2 separate regions of the Sus scrofa genome follow, and region 2 is linked to region 1. A link is a contact called in public Hi-C data. All regions are on one chromosome and are shown on one strand. The core of a region is the stretch at or near the end of the contact, and the rest is flanking DNA. Distances in the headings are between cores, read along the strand shown.

What was found. A called contact is a pair of places that touch in the nucleus more often than the background predicts.
Region 2: a Hi-C map of alveolar macrophages shows a contact between it and region 1, with 2.2 times the contacts expected there. A contact is called at or near these places in 2 of 5 promoter capture datasets (fetal liver and liver), 30 of 47 Hi-C or Micro-C datasets (adipocytes, alveolar macrophages, blood and 17 more) and 2 of 2 datasets of targeted methods (alveolar macrophages and skeletal muscle).

What each region holds. Positions count from the first base shown.
Region 1 is chr5:82,355,925-82,359,680 of Sscrofa11.1, forward strand. The region is part of intron 8 of GNPTAB (N-acetylglucosamine-1-phosphotransferase subunits alpha/beta); the gene reads left to right. Among named protein-coding and RNA genes, the nearest start is that of DRAM1, 32 kb to the left of the region's middle.
Region 2 is chr5:82,423,142-82,426,897 of Sscrofa11.1, forward strand. The region is part of intron 14 of GNPTAB (N-acetylglucosamine-1-phosphotransferase subunits alpha/beta); the gene reads left to right. Among named protein-coding and RNA genes, the nearest start is that of SYCP3, 68 kb to the right of the region's middle.

The DNA of each region.
Region 1 (3,756 bases), core at 622-3,121:
AGAGGACAGAGGCTGGATTTTATTTTTTCTACTGTGGCATTTGCATTTTATTTATTTTTAGGTTTTATTATTTTCTTTTTTAGGCAGCCCTGTGGCATATGGAGTTCCTGGGCCGTCGATCAGATCGTAGCCACAGTTATGACCTGCACTGCAGTGATTGTGTCCCAGGAGCTGGATCCTTAACCCACTGTACCAGGTAGGCGACTGAACCTGCATCCTAGTGCTGCAGAGATGCTGATCCCATTGCATCACAGGGGGAATGCCAACATTTGCATTTTAGATAAATTAACTTTGGATTTGGTGCCCTTCACTATATAGTTGGCATCACATGGATTTACCCTGTTTCCTTAGTATTGGTTGCAGTGACCATAATAAATTTAAAGCATTGCTGAAGCTTTGTAGCCAAATATCAGAGTGTGGAGTTCCCACTGAGGCACAGTGGGTTAATGATCTGTCTTCTCTCTGTGGCATTGCCACTTCAATCCCTGATGTGGTGCAGTGGGTTAAGGACCTGGCATTGCCAAAGTTTTGGCATAGGTCACAGCTGCAGCTTGGATTTGATCCCTGCTGGGAACTTCCATATGTTGCATATGTGACCACAAAATTAAAAAAAAAAACAGAGTACCTCTGACAGTCTTCTGAAGGCATTTTGCACTTAATATTGCAACGAGTTAGATAATCAGAATTTTTGAATACTCACATACATATGTTGAGTGCTCACTAATTTGGCTCTAAGAAGCAGAAAACTAAAAACTAATAAAATTATGGAGATCAGAAATGCCAAAGGTGTGGGAATCAGGAAATCGATACAACTTTCAAACAGTAGAACAGGAATTAGCTTTTGCAAACACGTGGGTTCAGCAAAGTATATCATGGTGGGCTTGATATTGATCCTGGGAAATTGTTGGAACCTGTAGTTAAATGGATGACTCGTGAAAATGTAAATGGGAAAGTAATTAAGAGCCAGGGAGAGAGAGAGTGAGGGGGAGAGGAGAAAGGGAGCATACATTCTTTTTGAGCAAACCTGAAATTTTCACTAAGCTTGACCACGTACTAGGCGGCAAAGGAAGCCTCAATGAATTCCAACGTGTCAATATCATGTAAAATCCATTCTTTTTCTTTGGGTTAGATTAATAATTTGTAGACTGAAGAATCCACTCCTTGATTTACTTTATTTTTATTTTTGTCTTTTTTTTTAGGGCTGCTCCTGTGCCATATGGAGGTTCACAGGCTAGGGTGGAATCAGAGCTACAGCTGCCGGCCTATGTCACAGCCACAACTGCACCAGATCCGAGCCATGTCTGACCTATACCAGAGCTCATGGTGATTCTGGAACCTTAACCCCCTGAGCAAGGCCAGGGATCGAACTTGCGTCCTCATGGATGCTAGTCAGATTCATTTCTGCTGAGCCGTGACAGGAACTCCCACGCATTGATTTAAAAAGAAAGGGATTCAGTTAGTTCATCCATAAACCATTATGAGAGCTGAACAAAGAGACTTTAGGTTGAATTTGTAGGATGTGTTCCCAAAACCTCGGTTGAACTGAGCTCCAGTGGAGCTGTGGATTCTGATGAGGTCGGGGGAAGAGCAGAGGCAGGAAGCTGCTTCCAGCACTGCTGGCCTCAGAACCACTGGCACATAGGCACCAACTCACTAGCAAAAAAACATGTGCCCTTTCCCGGGCTTCTCACCCCATATCACTCTTAGATTAAGACCTTCTGTGAATTCATCTGATGAGGAGAATCTAAATCACACCTAATTTTAGGGATACCAGCTATGAGTTGCTGCTTCTCAGCTCCAAAGTCACCCCTTCAGAACCGGGCTCTGTGATAATGGACTTGGACTCAAGCATTTTTCCTTTGCAGCGAGTCTAATGCTAAACTTTGCCAGTAGAGGGCGCTGAAGGGATATTGCAGGAGGAAGGGGGCGCTTCCTGACTCCAGTGTGTGGTTTTTGCTTTTTTCCCCACATGCTGCATGGTAGCTTAATGTACCAATGTGTGAGGACATTGGTGATGCTCTGTCCCAGCCGTGCACACCCAGAGAGTCCAGTGTCTATCTTACCCTAGGGATGCAATAACATTAGCACTTAGAGGGATGCTTAAAGTTTTGGAACATTAATGAAAAACAATAAACACTGAAAAAATTGAGCTACTTATCAAATTTGAGAAACTAGTTCAAGAGCAACAGAGTAAATTCAGAGAATAAGAGCAAACGAAATTACAAAGATAAAGGCACAAAGCAAAGAAATATAAAGCCACAGAAAGGAGTTCCCTGGTGACACAGAGGGTTAAGGATCCTACATTGTCACTGCAGTGGCACAGGTTGGATTCCTGGCCTGGGAACTTCTATGTGCTGTGGGCATGGCCAAAAAAGGCACACAAAAAAAGTCAATTCAACAAAACTTTGGGAGTTCTGTCGTAGCACAGCAGAAACGAATCCGACTAGGCACTGTGAGGTTTTGGGTTGGATCCCTGGCTTGCTCAGTGGGTTAAGGATCCAGCGTTGTTGTGAGCTGTGGTGTAGGCCAGCATCTGTGGCTCTGATTTGACCCCTAGCCTGGGAACCTCCATATGCCGTGGGCGTGGCCCTAAAAAGACAAAAAGACATTAAAAAAAATTCAGTAATTCCAAGCATGTACTTGTACTTTGTACTTTTTTTTTTCCTTTTTAGGGCCTCACCTGTGGCATATGGACATTCCCAGGCTAGGGGTTGAATCAGAACTGCAGCTGCTGGCTTACACCACAGTCACAGCAATGCAGAGTCCAAGCTTCATCTGTGATCTTCACCACAGCTTGTGGCAATGCTGGATCCTTAACCACTGAGTGAGGCCAGGGATCGAACCCACATCCTCATGGGTCCAGTTGGGTTCTTAACCCTTTGAGCCACAATGGGAACTCTGTGTACTTGGTACTTTTATCAGTGCAAAATATATACATTCACCTAATAAATTTTATCAATTGGCTGCTATAGGCAAGGCAATGTTAAAGGTAGGGATATAGTTAAGAATAAGATGAGCAAGTCTTTTGCCTTTATGATGCCTCTGTTCTATAGATGAGATACACAAAAAACCCCACCAGCAAAAATCAAGTAAATGGAATGAAGCATGGTCACACTTATGGGAAAACTATAAACTATTGTTTATATATACATGATATATTTGCATTCACACACACAGAAATAAACAGTGGGCCATGGTATGTTTTGGCTTTTGGAATTCTACCAGAAGCAATGAAATTTCTTTCTTTTTTTTTTTGTCTTTTTGCCATTTCTTGGGCCGCTCCCGCAGCATATGGAGGTTCCCAGGCTAGGGGTCAAATCGGAACTGTAGCCACCAGCCTACGCCAGAGCCACATCTGCAAACTACACCACAGCTCACGGCAATACTGGATCCTTAACCCACTGAGCAAGGCCAGGGATCGAACCTGCAACCTCATGGTTCCTAGTCGGATTTGTTAACCACTGAGCCATGACAGGAACTCCTGAAATTTCTTAGTAATTTTGTTTTATATGAGGTCACTTACACTAGACCTGTGTTTTATGAACACACACTATATATCCAGAAAGAAAGCAAGGGACAAAATCAAAGTATGTGTCCTGACAATAAGCAAGATTTTCAAACCTAAAGTGCAAGCATTTCATAATGTGAACATTTTATCTTTTTACCTTGAGTAAAGCAAGGACTCAGATAAATATGGACATATCAGGAGTTACTTCAATTTTGCTTAATTAGCTAAAGCTCTTTGTTTAGATTCTA
Region 2 (3,756 bases), core at 445-2,944, 67 kb after region 1:
CTCAGGTCTGGCCCGTGCTTTTTTATCTGCCTGCCAAAGTTCCCTTTCACTTGTTTCGTTTTCCCCATAAGTGTTTCGCTGTTAGATTTTTTTTTGTTGCAGCATGTAGTGGCCTGATGTGGGAGCTCAATTCCCACACCAGGGCTTGAACCTGGGCCAGAGTGGTGACAGTGCCAAGTCCTAACCACTAGACCACCAGGGAACTCCCTGTTTTATTGTTTTAGGATACAATGTATTACCTTTATAAATAGCACGGTAATGTGAATGACATTTTGGTTTTTTCCATTTTTCATACTTTCCTCCATTATTTTTCTTATGGTACCTGAAAATAAGATGATTCCCAGCTAGATTAGGGTTATTTCTTAATCTGCAATTATTTTATTTATTTTTAATTTTTATTTTTTTGTCTTTTTTTGCTATTTCTTTGGGTCACTCCCACGGCATATGGAGGTTCCCAGGCTAGGGATTGAATCGGAGCTGTAGCCCCTGGCCCATGCCAGAGCCACAGCAACGCAGGATCCGAGCCACGTCTGCAACCTACACCACAGCTCACGGCAACACCAGATCCTCAACCCACTGAGCAAGGGCAGGGACCGAACCCACAACTTCATGGTTCCTAGTCAGATTCGTTAATCACTGGGCCATGACGGGAACTCCAGTCTGCGATTATTTTAAAATAGATACTATATTCTTCCTTCCCCTGCATTATTTTTAGTACTACTTTGGGTAGATAAAACCATGGATTAGCGTTCATTTCAGTTGATGTTTATTTGGCTTCTTGGCTTCCTAGCTGTTAGTTCCACAATTACAGACTTGTATCTATACTTTTGACTGTCAGCTCAAGTTCCTTATGCAGAAAAAATGACATGCTTGATTCTTTTTTATGTAATTCCAATTATAATAAGTTTTTAAAGAAGACGCACAACACCTCCCCATACTCTGCTTAGGTTTGAACAGCCCACATCTCTGCCCACTATAGCTGCTGACCAGTACACCTGCTAGTGGGCAGGCGTGTCTTGTCGAAGGTTGCCAGTCCAGGTCGTGGTCACCCCGTTGGCAAACTAGTTTTTTGGGCGGTGTGGAGCAGTGTGTGCCGGTAGAGGCCGAGTGGGGCAGGAGCTTGAACTGGGCAGTAGGGCCACCAGGCTCTGTACACGAGGACGCCCCCTCCTCGGTCACTCACCAGACCTGTCTTTGTGGAGGCCAGCACCTCCCGGGGGAGGGGTTCTAGCCTGCTCTTCACAGTGTTCATGGCAGCTTGTTGTCACTGCCAACACCTGCAATTGGTTTCAGGGACAAGGACTTCTGATTTGGGGAAGCTAGAGAGAAAATGAGAAAGAGGAAGAATAGAAGGAGAGCATCAGCATTCAAGCCCGTTCTCCACGGGACTGTCTTTCCTTGAGTCTCACTTCCTAGTTCTATTACAAGCACCCTGAGAGCGAGGCTTCCTCTCATTGGGTTCCCAGGCTGTTTAGTGGGCACTGTTTAAACACCTGCTGTGTGCCAGGGACTGTACCAGGCATAACCGAGGGACTGAAGTCACTTAGATAATATTTGGGTGTGATCAGTTCCAAATAAGTGTTTATACAAAATGCTGGGGGGAATATCTGGGCTTTGCTTGTACTGCAGGCAAGGAAGGCTTTGCAGAACAGGACACACTTTGGCTGGGCCCTGCATAGAACAGCTGTTCTCCTAGCAGAGAAGGGAGTCGGAAAGACCTTTCTGAGAGGAGGAAACAGCTTGAGCAGCTGGCCAAGGGCTTACAAATAAGTAAATGGTGTTTTCAGAGGGCCAAGGCGGCTGCTCTAGAGGCCAGAGCCCAGGTGGGGATTTTGCTGCTGCTGAGACTGGAAAGTTGGCTGAGGTCAGATTGAGAAAGATCCCTGGGGAGGAGCCTAGACTTTCTCTTGGAGGCAAAGAGCATCTTGAAGAGGAGGGCCTGATCTGCTTCTAAGCCACATGAAAGGGCAAGGGGTAGCAGGTAGACATTAAACAAGAAGCTGGAGGCAGGAGAACCAGTTGGGCCACTGCTGCCACAGCCCAGCAAGACATTCAGGTTCCACAAGTGCCTTGGCAATGCTGCCAGTGATGAGAATGGTTCCAGAACCATCTAAGAGAAACCCTCAGCATGACCTGGTGACTGACTAGATGTTGGAGGAGATGGAAGGAAGAATGAAACGGAAAGTAGGTCTGACCAGTGAAGATGGACGTGGGGCATCAACCACACTCAGAGGTTCTTAGGAAAAGTGAGATTTTGGGAAGGAAGCAGAGCTCATTTTGGGGCACATGGGAGGAAGGCCTGTTAGACATTGCTCTTCAGGACCTGAACAGCTGAACCCCACTGTGCCTTCCTAGGCTCTTCCAGGGGTCTTTGCCAAGGCCTGTGGCCTCAGAGCCACCAAGGGTCCAGTTCTGTCCCAGAGATCCAGGCTGGGCTGCGAGCATCTCAGGACAGGTGCTGCCTGCTCACCTTGTACCCTGGTGATCATGTCTAGGCCTGCTCCTGGGGGCTGCTTGATGAAGTGCTTATTGGAAGAATGAACAAGAAGCAGGTCTATGAGTAAGCACACCCACCACGTACAGAGTATAAAAGGAAGTGTTGCAATGGTGTGATCATTCAAGGGAGTCATTTAGGGTTTTGGCACCATGGCTGTATACATACAACAACTTGGCTTTTATCATTCTATTCAGAGCAAAACCAGAATCCCTTCCCACTCCAAGCAGGGTGGGGGGCAGGGGAAGACTTGATAATGGTTTCGTTTGCAAGGTAATAGATTGGAATTCATAAAAAATTTTCTGTGGACTATAGCCTTACCAAGTAAAGTCTTTTTTGTTGAAAGCTTTCGAGCTTGAGATATCTTTTATTAAAATTAATTTATTTTTTTTCCCTCTGTACAGCATGGGGGCCAAGTTACACCTACATGTATACATTTTTTTCCCCACCTTTTGTTCTGTTGCAATATAAGCATCTAGACATAGTTCTCAATGCTACTCAGCAGGATATCCTTGTAAATCCATTCCAAGTTGTATCCGATAACCCCAAGCTCCCGATAACCCACTCCCTCCCTCTCCCCCCGGGTGGCCACAAGTCTTTTCTCCAAGTCCATGATTTTCTTTTCTGTGGAAATGTTCATTTGTGCTATATATTAGATTCCTGTTATAAGTGATATCATACGGTATTTGTCTTTGTCTTTCTGGCTCATTTCACTCAGTATGAGAGTCTAGTTTCTTCCATGTTGCTATAAATGGCATTATGTCATCCTTTTTTATGGCTGAGTAGTATTCCATTGTGTATATATACCACATCTTCCTAATCCAGTCATCTGTTGATGGACATTTGGGTTATTTCCATGTCTTGGCTATTGTGAATAGTGCTGCAATGAACATGCAGGTGCATGTATCTTTTTTTTTTTTTTTTTTTTTTTTTTTTGTCTTTTTGCTATTTCTTTGGGCCGCTCCCGCGGCATATGGAGGTTCCCAGGCTAGGGGTTGAATCGGAGCTGTAGCCACTGGCCTACGCCAGAGCCATAGCAACGCGGGATCCGAGCCGCGTCTGCAACCTACACCACAGCTCACGGCAACGCTGGATCGTTAACCCACTGAGCAAGGGCAGGGACTGAATCCGCAACCTTATGGTTCCTAGTCGGATTCGTTAACCACTGCACCACGACGGAAACTCCGCATGTATCTTTTTTAAGGAAACTTTTGTCTGGATATATGCCCAAGAGTGGGATTGCGGGGTCATATGGAAGTTCT